2 separate regions of the Gossypium arboreum genome follow, and region 1 is linked to region 2. The links are chromatin contacts, called in public Hi-C maps. All regions are on one chromosome and are shown on one strand. Each heading gives the region's core, a stretch centred on a gene start, on an enhancer-like site or on the middle of the called end of the contact. The rest is flanking DNA. Distances are from core to core; before and after follow the strand shown.

Region 1 (5,793 bases), core at 58-2,557, 140 kb after region 2:
AATTAAAAGAAATGAAATGGCAAAGGAGGAACTCAACCTAAGACCTCTGGGAAGGGGAACTAGTACTTAACAATCAAGCCTAAGACTCATTTCTTATTTAATTTTAATTATTAACCGTATATATTTTGGGGCGTGACAAACATGATTATACATTTCGTCAAAAATTGATGTTTAGTTATTATATTTAACACTTCAAAAGTTAAATCCTTCTAAATTTTTTATTTGAAATTTTTAGTTGATACACAATTATTAACATTTTAGTATTTTGATTTATTAAGACACGATTTTTTTATGAAGAATACAAAGAACAAACGACTTATTGGCTAATATGATGCTACACAAGATTGAGCAAAAATATAGGTGATAAATTTAAAAAAGAATGTTAATAATTTAATTAAAATATTTAAATTGAAAAAAAATTATTTTTAAATATAAAAAGTTAAATTTTATATTCTTTAAAAGTACATAGACAAAAATAACATATAATTATATAAATTATATAAAATATTGAATTACAAAATATATAAAATGATAAAAATAATTAATTTGTTGAATTCTTCTTTATATTAGCATTGTAACAATAATTTTAAAATTTACTTTTACGCCAGACACTGCGATATTGAAGGAACAAAGATTATTGATTATATTTTTGAAATATGCTATTAAATTTGTTTGCATATATTTTAATATTTTCGGTTTAACATTATATTATATTTTAAACTTAAGTTTTTTTTTAAATATTTATATCTCCTCAAATATTGTTTCATGAACAATTTTAATTAATAAACCAATATTAAATAATAACAATTTTATAAAACTAACGAGCAACTCGTGCATCACACAAGATAGTAAACTAGCTTTAAAAAAACGACAATCTAGAGGTATTAAGGGTTGGATTGGTCTTAAACATTATATTAATACATTTTTATAGTAATTTAAGCCTAGCTAGACCTAAAAATATGAACTTAAATTTTTGCTCGAATCTATTCATATTTGTAAATAATTAGTCCAATTCTATTTTAAATTCTCAAATATTATTTTTAATATAATATTTTAATGTTTTCTTTATTTATTAAAATTTTATATATAAACATAATGTTACTATTATATATTACTATATATTAAATTTATTTGTATATGTTATAAATTTTATAAAATATTAAAAATCTAAAAACCAGCTCGGACGTTGAATGCTTATATTTTAAACCAACTTTGGAATTCAACAACAGGGTTAGTGAGACCCTCTCTGTTGTGTCATTTCCATGGGGTACATGCAATAAAAACGTGACAAAATGGTCCCAAGCTCAATCACGTTGTCAAAATTTTCTTCATGACTAATAATGTAATGATCTCAGACAAAATCTGTCTTTTCTTTTGCTAAAGATCATACGAAATCTATGTTCACGTCCTGTCAGCCACACAACTTTAAAATCTAGTATATGCATAAGTCCAGGGAAAAATCTAGGCTAACTCCAATATGGCGACTTCTCCCTTGTCTGTCACCTCCAAACCACCATCAGTCACCCGTCTACGCCACCAACGTCCACCACTAACCCCCGTCCGTGTCAGTGCTGCAGCCGTCACTACAACTACCGGGATGCCAGACCACCACCACCCTTCACTCGAAATCACTGGTGGAGGAGCTGATCGCTTTCTCCCTGCTTTCAACACCCTTCACCTTCATTACAAGCCTTTCCCCATCATTGGTTGGAACCGCCATCTTGAGACCATATTCGCTGCCTTCTTCCGTACTGTCCCCGAAGTTAAGTACCGCCGTGAGTGCCTCCGGACCCAAGACAATGGCACCATAGCCTTGGATTGGGTCTATGGTGACCACCGCAGCTTGCCTTCCGACTCTCCGATCCTCATTTTACTGGTTTGTGTATTATCTGTTTTAAATACCCTTTTGTTTAATTGGATGAAAGGAGGGAAAAGTATTCAATTTCAGGGGTTTGATTTTCTACCCTTTTGTTTGGTTGGTGGGAAAAGTTGAATGATTGTTGAAATTGAATGTTGCAGCCAGGGCTAACTGGAGGGAGTCAAGATTCATATGTGAAGCATATGCTGGTGAAAGCTAAGAGCAAAGGCTGGAGGGTTGTAGTATTCAATAGCAGGGGCTGTGCAAATAGTCCTGTTACTACTCCTCAGGTACTATACTACTATAAATTTCTTTCTTACAGATTTAAATTACGGTCGCGGACTTATAGTCATTTTATCCTTGATTTGCAGCTCCAAACAGCTTCATTCACAGCAGATACTTGTCATGTAGTAGATCATGTTTCATCTAGGTACCCCATAGCAAGTATTTATGCTGTTGGTTGGTCTCTTGGAGGCAATATCCTTGTCAATTACTTGGGAAGGGTAAGCGAAATAGGGGTTTTTTATAAGGTCCGAACATATATCGGACACAAAATGAAAAGTCTGAATAACATAACCCGCCTCATGTATAAGTTTTTAAATTTTTGGCATGCAGGAGCACCATAGGTGCTCTCTCTCTGGTGCTGTATCACTCTGCAATCCTTTCAACTTAGTGATTGCAGATGAAAATCTCCGAAAGGGCTTCAACAATATTTATGACAGAGCACTTAGGGGAGGTCTTTCTAGAACTTTTGAAAAGTAATTATACATGAATTTTCTCTTACTGTTAATTGCATTAAAATTTGAAGATATCCTTTTTTGAGTCCATATAACATGAAGTGATTCTACCATGCTAGACATGCTTCCCTCTTCGAAGAAATGCATGATGAATATAATGTCCAAGAGGGTTTGAATCCTCGTACTGTACGGGAATATGATGAAGCAATAACACGAGGTATGTTTTTTCTTACATCAAACCTGTTTTACTCGAACTAGGGATCGAGTGAGTATCGAATATGATATGGACTTGATATCATTATGTATCCAATGAGCATTGATATGAAACTATGACCTTAGCATCAAAGTAGTTTTGCTTTCCTTTTTTTCCTTGCTGTTAAAGCAATGTCTGTTTAATGACAGATTTAACAACTGACTAGAGTTGCTATGTGTAATACATTGCAGTGTCATTAGGTTACAAGTCAGTGGATGAATATTACTCAAATTCATGTAGTTGTCATGTTGTACAACATGTCCGGATCCCTTTGCTTTGCATCCAGGTAGCTTTGTGGGCAGTTCATACCGTGATTGGTTTTGGTTTTGGTTTCAAAAGTTTTAAACATTGATTTTCAGCATCCATTATCCTTTAAATACCTGATTCATTAATGGTGTTTTGCAGGCTGCAAATGATCCAATTGCGCCTAATGAGGCAACTCCTTACTCAGATATCAAGGTAAGTCTAGATCATCCTGTGACTCATTCTACCATACTAAATGTTTACTCAGCATAGATGCTTGACATCCCAAAAACATGTTGGAAAATTCGGAGTATCCTATTCACACTTATTAATGTCTCCATTGACTTCCATAACTAATGAAGTGTACTTTCTGATGTTTTAAGGACAACCCTAACTGCATGCTGATAGTAACACCCCAGGGTGGTCATTTAGGCTGGGTTGCCGGTGATGACGCACCCTTTGGAGCTCCCTGGACTGATAATGTGGTGATCGAATTCCTTGAACATCTGCGAAAGAATGCATCTAAACTCGAATAATCTTGAGCTATGGAGATAGAAAACTCTGCGGCAGGATTCAGAAGGCTTGCATCAAACAATAACTAGAGTAAGCAAAGAGCATCTGTACACATTGTAAACATCTAATCTTTGAATGTACAATCATAACATGTGAGCTCCATTAGAAAAAAAACTTGAATGATCTGATTCACACTGTTCATGGAGATTAGTGAATCATACATTACGTTCAAGAAATGTGTTACTGAACATCGAAAACGATCAGATGAACTTTGACTATCATTTTCCAATCACTTCCTTCAATAGTTGATGAACTCAAGGGTCTTGAATGCTAATAATAATCCAAAATTTGTTGTATTGTGAAAAGGATATATGTGCTGATGAGAGAGCTTGGCCTTTTCCTGTATTTAAGGAGATTTAGGGTGGGTTTGGGGCAATGGTGCGGTGCGGTGCGTTTAGTTTACTTTTTGTCTCACGCTACAGTATTGCTACAGTGTATCTAATCTCACCGCCACCGCTATTTTTATACTAACCGCAGATAATCGCACCGCCTATCTAAACTCACCCTTATATTGAAATTGGCAGAATCAGAGTTAAAACAGTGTGAAGAACAGAAAGGGAATTAAAGAAGAAAACAGGAGGTGGGATGCATTACTGTGGGAAGAAGAAACTTTTATTGCTGTCAAATTGCAAAATGAGGAACTTGACTCCATGAGTTCTGTATGAGAACTACATAAAATCTTAGCTACAAAAAAATGTTATTATTTTCAGTCTACCATGAATCTTTTTCCCTTGATATCCTCAGATCTAAGATGACAATACAAAAGGCGTACCTTGCTTTCTCGATTACAAAGAGAATAGACTATGCTACCCTGCAGAATCACAGCTACAGATGAAAAGATATAAGCCCAACTGTTTGATCAACAGCATCATCCAAAGATATCATCATAAGGAACAAAACAAAACTCTTAGTGTAGCATGAGCTAAGGAGCAAGAACCGGAAAACCCAAGAATTGATAAATTTATACATGATGCCTGTTTTAGCATGCTCCTTCCAACTTTTAACCAATTTTGAACTGGAAGCAGAAGGTGCCTAGTGTCTGATGGATGTATTTGGCTACCGTGATGAATGAGCTTGGCAGTTGAAATCACCATCTACTTAATCTTCTGTTTAATGACATGCTGCAATTGGACCTTCTGACTTTCCATTCTTGCCTCCAAAAGTTTTGCCTTCAAACTTTTCTTCTGTACACCGCGAGGCCATTCAATGCACCCTTTCATCCCCTTCATTATGTGTGGATGACCCGGGTCAGGTGAACTCCAATGTCCCACCAAGTCCAAGGGGCTGAACCCACCATTATCTGACCCTTTATCTGGGGACATGATACTGCCGTTACACTTCCTTCCATCAGAAAGCCTTCCATTGGTTCCTTCTACTGAGATTACCTTGAAATGTTCTTCATGTTTTGGGACTGATCTCCAAAGCCTCACAATGGGCGACACCTTCTTCAACTGTCTTGCAGGCAAGGAACAAACTTCGCTAATTTCTGTCACTGGGGTATCTCCTTCCCATTCAGTTCCACTCCCAGAGAGATTGCTGTGCCGATGAAACTTATCTGCAGATGCAGCACTCCCTTTCGGTGAATAACTTGAGCCTTGACCCTCAATATGGCTGATAGTTTCCCATCCACTCTCATCTTCTTCAATCTCATCTTTCTGATCACCATACAGATTCGAATGTCTCAGATTACCGTCTTTTTTCATCATATTCATTTCAGCACTTGCCATATGAACTTTAGAGGCATGGTTGGCTGGACTACATGCAACAGATGGTTCAGTTTCCCTTTCATTGGCCTCAGCTAACGCCACATCTTCGAGAACAGCAAAAATGTCATCAGGGTTTACCGGCTCATATGCAAATTCCTTGATTTCTTGGACATTAACTGAAGCAGCAGCTTGTCGAAGTGATTCTGCTTCTCTCATGTCTTTCACATCCAGAGTTCCGGTCCTTGACCTTAGAAAAGTATCTAAATCTGCAACAAGCTTGTTCATCTGTGAATACCTTTCTTCAAGTGCTACTTTTGCATCAATGAGCTTCATCTGTACACGTTCTTCACGCCAGACCTCAGCCATCTGCAACATCTTTCTTTCCCCGTCGACTTCGTCTCGAAGCTTCATGGAATCTCTCTT
Region 2 (5,921 bases), core at 410-2,909:
GGAGTGTGTTGTAATTAAAAGGGCAAATTGAAAACTAAACAATGGTAATTCTAAAGATTTTTTGGGAGAAAAATAGAAATGTCTCCTACATTACCCATAATATGTGGAAGTATCGACATAATTTCATAAAGTCATTCGGCCAGAATGCTACATAAAGAACATAAGCCAGGTGACGGAACTGGAAGACTTAAGATGTAGAAGATCATAACATAAGTGGTTCGACAGATTTAGATTCCTATATATTCACTCATATGGTACTTCATTGTACAATATATATAAGAATTATACGAATCTATCTGTATAGATATCATCATCTACATCCAAAAAGCCAAACTAAAAAAAGGAATTCATAGTAAAAGTGAGTTTCAAAATTCCTCTCCCTAAAATTGTTTCTCTCTTCCTTTACCAAAATCTTAGTGAGAAGAGATGACTTCCTTGTCTTACAAAAGACAACTATGAAATTTGATGTATATGTATAAAAGTTCTACTTGGCTCACAAGGTGTTTAAGAGATAATACAAAACCGTTATGAAGCTTCCTAAAATAAGGCATCACTATCGCAACATGAAAAGGATGCTTTGGCAAAAACAAGGAAGAAGGATTAACAAGTCCTCACTCTTATCTATCAATATTTGGATGAATCGGTGTTGGTAAAAAGTTGCTAATGCTACCACTACAAAAGAAGCTTGGGAGATTTTGCAAAGTTCTCTCCAAAATGTTTACAAAGTGAAGAAGGTTTGACTCCAAGTATTATGAGGTGAATTTGAAACTTTGTGAATGAAAGGATTCAAGTTAATTTTAGATATTATTCAATGGTGTCGGCTATTGTAAATCAAATAAGAGATATGGAGAAACTTTAGAAGATATTTTTGTGATCGAAAAGTATACTGTCAGTGGAGTTTATTACAGGGTTGACAAGTGTTATGTACGTATAGGAAAATATTAAATAAATTAAAAATTTTACCACATATGTATGTGTGTCCAACTCAATCAATAACTTTATTAAAATATACAAATAAGAAAGTGTAAGTAATAAAATTAAAATCTATAAAAATATTAAAATGAAGCGTTGGTTAAATAATAAATTTAAGGTCTTACTAATAGAATTGGCATAAATTTAAATTTCACCATAAATATATTTTAACATAACTTATTTTAAATAATATATATTTGTAATTACACTAATTAGATTAACGTTTTAATAGAATTGGCATAAATTTAAATTTCACCATAAATATATTTTTAACATAACTTATTTTAAATAATATATATTTGTAATTACACTAATTAGATTAATGTTTGATTAACTCGTGATATTAATTATTTAAATAATAATATAAATATATAAAGAAATGTATTAAAATATAATAAAAAATATTTTTACTTTCTTCTTTTTCCTCTCTCTAAAATGGTGCATTATACACCCGAACTTTTTTAATTTTTCTTTATCTCTATCTTCTCTTGTTCTTTATCTACAATCTTTTTCTCCTCTTTTTAGTTTTTCTTTTTTCCTGAAAAAAATCCCATTATATTTAAATTAAGACCATAAATTTTTTCTTTGGTTTTCCACAGTCTTCTCAAATGATGGATCAGCTTCCATTAGATTCCAGGCTGGGGTTATTTATTTCTCCAATACATTACGCTTTCATTAATCTAAATCTGGAAATCTACGGTTCACCAATCAATCTCTACGTACATATCCTTAACCACTGTACGCCGCGGGCTTTAACCGTCTTTCACCTTCCTATATAAATACCATCTTCCTTTCTCTTCTTTCCTCATCCTATCAATTCCAACAACTCTCCTAGTTCTCTCTCAAGGTTCGGTTTCTAATCCAATACTCTTTTTTCTTGTTTTTGTCTCTGGGAATTCTTTTAGCATGTCTTGTCTTGTTATCTAAGGATTGGATTAATGGTTTCTTCTGGATGTTTTTGTCTTTGCTTTGTTCATTGCAAAACTTGGTGTTATTCTCTTTTGCAAGATGAACCACTTTATGCCGTTGTTTAGATCTGTGTTTGTATCTAAGTTGGTTGGTTCTTAACAAGTTGTATAATACTTGCTGATGTTCTAACAATTTAAGGTACTTTGATGCAGACCACTCGCTCGAGGAACAAGACAAGCAAGTCCAGATCGATCAAAGTTCTTATTTAACGAAGTACATGGTTGAGTTAGGCATTCAAATCCCAACTACTTTTGATCCTTTTGCGGAGGCCGAGGAATTCGGAAGAACAGGAACCAAAGACTATGTTCATATCCGAATCCAACAGAGGAATGGCAGGAAAAGCTTGACAACTGTTGAAGGTCTGAAACAAGAACTGAGTTCCGATAAGATCCTTAAGTCTCTTAAAAAGGAGTTCTGCTGTAACGGGAATGTTGTGCACGACAAAGAGCTGGGCAAAATCATTCAATTACAAGGTGATCAGCGGAAGAAAGTAGCACACTTCCTTGTTAATGCTGGAATAGTGAAGAAAGAGCAAATCAAGATTCATGGTTTTTGAGTGGTTTTAGGGATGTCATGTCTTTTGATTTTAATACCTCTGGTGTGTGGGAAGAACCCTAATGGAATATGATGTTGGAGTTTCAGTTTCATTTATAATAAATAATGGTCATTTATTTGCTTTCAATCTTTGCCTTACACAAATATCCTTATTTTCTTTTCATATCTAAATTTCCATAACCGGAGATATGTTGAATATGGACAGTAGAGAAAGATAGTCGGAGTTTAATAGTATGCATATAAAACAAGTGTACTGTATGTGAACTACCAGGTATCCTATGAGGTTTTTAGTTTAAAACAAGTGTACTGTATGTGAACTGCCAGGTATCCTATGAGGTTTTTAGTTCAACGCTCTGGCGAAAACCCGAACTGAAGAAACAAGGAAAAATATATATAAGCAAAACAATCTCCCCTCTCAAAATCCGATTGAATATCTATATGCAATATATTACACTCAAAATGAAGAAAAAAGAACCCCCCTCCCCCCCCCTCAAAAAAAAAAAAAAAAGAAAAAACCACACTTATGTGGTGGAAATCTCCAAATCTCTTAAAAGCCAACTGTTGTTTTTTGCTGCAATTCTAGTCTTGAAAATCTAAAATAGCTGCCCATGCTGGGTTCCACTTCTCATCATATCACGGAACTCCTCGTAGTTGATTTTACCATCCTGTAAAGAAGGAATGAGAATCGATGAACCGTGCTGAAAATTGAAATAAACTTTTGAGTGATAGAAATGGAGTTTACATTATCGGTGTCGACTTCAGATATGATTTCCTTGATTGTGTCATCGTCACCCATTCCATATTCTTTCATGGCAGCTTCGAGTTCATCTCTTGTGATATGCCTGCAAAACGTTTCACAAACAAGTTATTGACATATCCATATCTCCCATGTAATTGATGTAGTGTGCCCCAACTACAACTGATTCAGAGCAATCGAATCCTATGTCACTCAGGCTTGGGTATGTGTGTTGGATATCAATACGTGTTCAACATTCTTTGAAGTTCTTTCACGTGTTTAGAAGCATTTGGAGGGTCACATCCTCATCCCTATGTCATGTCCATGAAAAAATAGAAGTCAGATGATGAATTTTATACAGAGTACGGATATCTCACCCACTATTGTCCTTATCAAAATGTTGAAAAGCTTTATACAAATCTTCATCTCTTTCAAGCCTATGTCTGTGCATTGTAGCTGTGATAAATTCGATATAGTCAATGGTACCATTTCCATCCACATCAGCCTGCAAAATAAAACCGAGGTTAGTAGGTCTATATTGTTAGAGCTCTTCATTTTTCTTGAAATACCCTTGCCTAACGTATATCAGGGCATACATATGAAGAGATGACCCTTCAAGGATCCTTCAAATACAGGGGAAAATGTACAAAATATTTAATATTCCCCTATCCAACAGTCACACGTAGTCCAAGTAAAACATAGTTTGTGTATGATATAGATTAAAACAAGGATCCAGATGTTATAGATTTAAATGATAACTTACAGCTTCCATCAGCTGCTGAACTTCAGTCTCTGTGAGCTTAGATCCCAGTCGAGCTAATCCAGTCTTAAGTTCATCATACGTGATTGTGCCACTGTTGTCAGTATCGATGTTTGCAAACATCTGCTTCAGGCCTTGGATTTCTTCTGTGGAAAGATTTTCTGCAATGACCTATAATCCACCGGGCTTGTTATCAGATAGCAACTAAATTAGGTTGTTCGAGTCAGGTCACACATTAGCATTAGAATAACAGGGGATTGCAAAAATGCCTTGCTAATTTGCTCTCATATATCAAAACAGCTCATATCTCGACTAATGATTCACATGCCTCTCTCTCTCTCTCTCTCTCTCAATTTTCCTACCAAGTTCCAAAAGAAAGAAATGATACCGTATAAATCAATATAAACTTACCTTTAAGGCAAGTTGCTTAAGTTTGTTCATTCTTCTGAATTGCTTCATTCTAGAAAGGACCGCACTGTCTAGTGGCTTGTCCGATGCATTTCCACCTTCTCTTATCCACGGATGCTCTGCATAAACCACAGAATTTCAATCTCTGACTTGAGCTTGAGATGAACTATATTAACTCATAAGTTTGACGTGCATATATGGTGTAATTTTGCACTGTTGTAACCGAGATTAACTACTTCAATAAATGCCCAACAAAAAAATAAAGGCTGCTGAAAATAACTACCTAGGACTTGAGTAGAAGTAATCCGCTTTTTCGGGTCCTGTGTTAACATCCTGCAGACTAGGTCCTTGGCACTGTCCGAAATAGATGGCCATGGCTGACTTTCAAAGTCAATTTCTCCTTCCAAAATAGCATCAAATATTCCCTTCTCAGTTTCTGCAAGGAAAAACATTCATCAAAATTATTTACCAACAATGAAATAGCAGTTTTGAAATTCAAAGGCAGTTTATAAAATGACAGCTTAGGATTCCCACGAGTAACCTTAAGTTTTACCTGCCCAAAATGGAGGCACACCACTGAGTAAGATATACAGTATAACTCCTGCACTCCAAATATCGATCTCCTTCCCATATTTACGCAGTAAAACCTCAGGAGCAACATAGAAAGCACTCCCAACTATGTCCTGATAAACCTTACCTGCCAAACGCGTCAAAAACAATCAGGAAAGAAGGATAGTAGTTATATCACAGCATGATAGAACATGAAATTCTTTTCTTTCCCCTCATTCTACATAGAGTTCACCTTCAAGCATAATACATGTTACTGTGAATAAGCATGTGAATACAGGCATCCTATTGTAATTGTGTTTTTACATGCAAGTTTATACTCAATAAAAGATAAATGTTGTGCAACCTTCACATGGTTATTGAGGTCAAATTCCACCATCAAGTAAATGAAACTTATTCTTCCAATTCAGTTTACAGGATATAGAGAGAACTAGTTTCAAACAATATTTCTGAAATTTGCCCTTCCTCTGTGCATCTTTGAAACTTTTTCAACGCAAAATAAGTATGAAGATTACAGCATAAATATAGAGGCAACCACAATGAAAATGCTGGAAGCTAAAAAAAGTCGCAGTTACTGTCAAGTTTCGGTTTTTATTTAGTAACAAATGAAGCTCCAAAGAGAAAAGGTTGATATTTTAAGATGCTATAGTCAAAATATCATATAGGTAACCAAATAAATTGTGAATAAAATAAAGCAAATGACATCTTAACAATGACATTCGAATATAATTTAGCTTAACGGACTTTATTCTTCTTTCAATAGTCACAATATTATTTAGGGGTTAGGTAAAAACTTAGAATCTTCCACAAGAAGACTTAGGAGTTAAGACTTCAGACTAATATGTCCAAAACAAACTAACTGTATATAACTTTAATGGTTAAGGCTCCATGTCATTGATGCAGTGCGTCCCAAATATGACTAATTCAAAGCAATCACATCTTATACATATTTCG

Evidence for each region. Hi-C and Micro-C count contacts between places; a contact is called where the count stands out from the background.
Region 1: a Hi-C map of leaf shows a contact between it and region 2, with 2.5 times the contacts expected there. The contact joins the promoter of LOC108464350 here to the promoter of LOC108464042 in region 2. A contact is called at or near these places in 2 of 5 Hi-C or Micro-C datasets (both in leaf).

Annotation. Positions count from the first base shown.
Region 1 is chr13:111,110,176-111,115,968 of ASM2569848v2, forward strand. It overlaps LOC108464350 (embryogenesis-associated protein EMB8-like), which reads left to right and starts at 1,308. Exons shown (of 9, transcript XR_001868276.2): 1 at 1,308-1,876; 2 at 2,020-2,148; 3 at 2,230-2,361; 4 at 2,474-2,616; 5 at 2,715-2,812; 6 at 3,040-3,134; 7 at 3,254-3,307; 8 at 3,475-3,694; 9 at 4,189-4,378. It overlaps LOC108464349, which reads right to left. Exons shown (of 3, transcript XM_017764615.2): 3 at 3,557-5,793. The coding sequence ends at 4,759.
Region 2 is chr13:110,968,438-110,974,358 of ASM2569848v2, forward strand. It overlaps LOC108464042 (protein translation factor SUI1 homolog), which reads left to right and starts at 1,660. Exons shown (of 2, transcript XM_017764113.2): 1 at 1,660-1,819; 2 at 2,094-2,623. The coding sequence starts at 2,159. The coding sequence ends at 2,497. LOC108464041 (calcium-dependent protein kinase 33) reads right to left here. Exons shown (of 9, transcript XM_053023939.1): 3 at 4,954-5,097; 4 at 4,684-4,836; 5 at 4,404-4,519; 6 at 3,996-4,163; 7 at 3,610-3,737; 8 at 3,239-3,338; 9 at 2,301-3,161. The coding sequence ends at 3,090.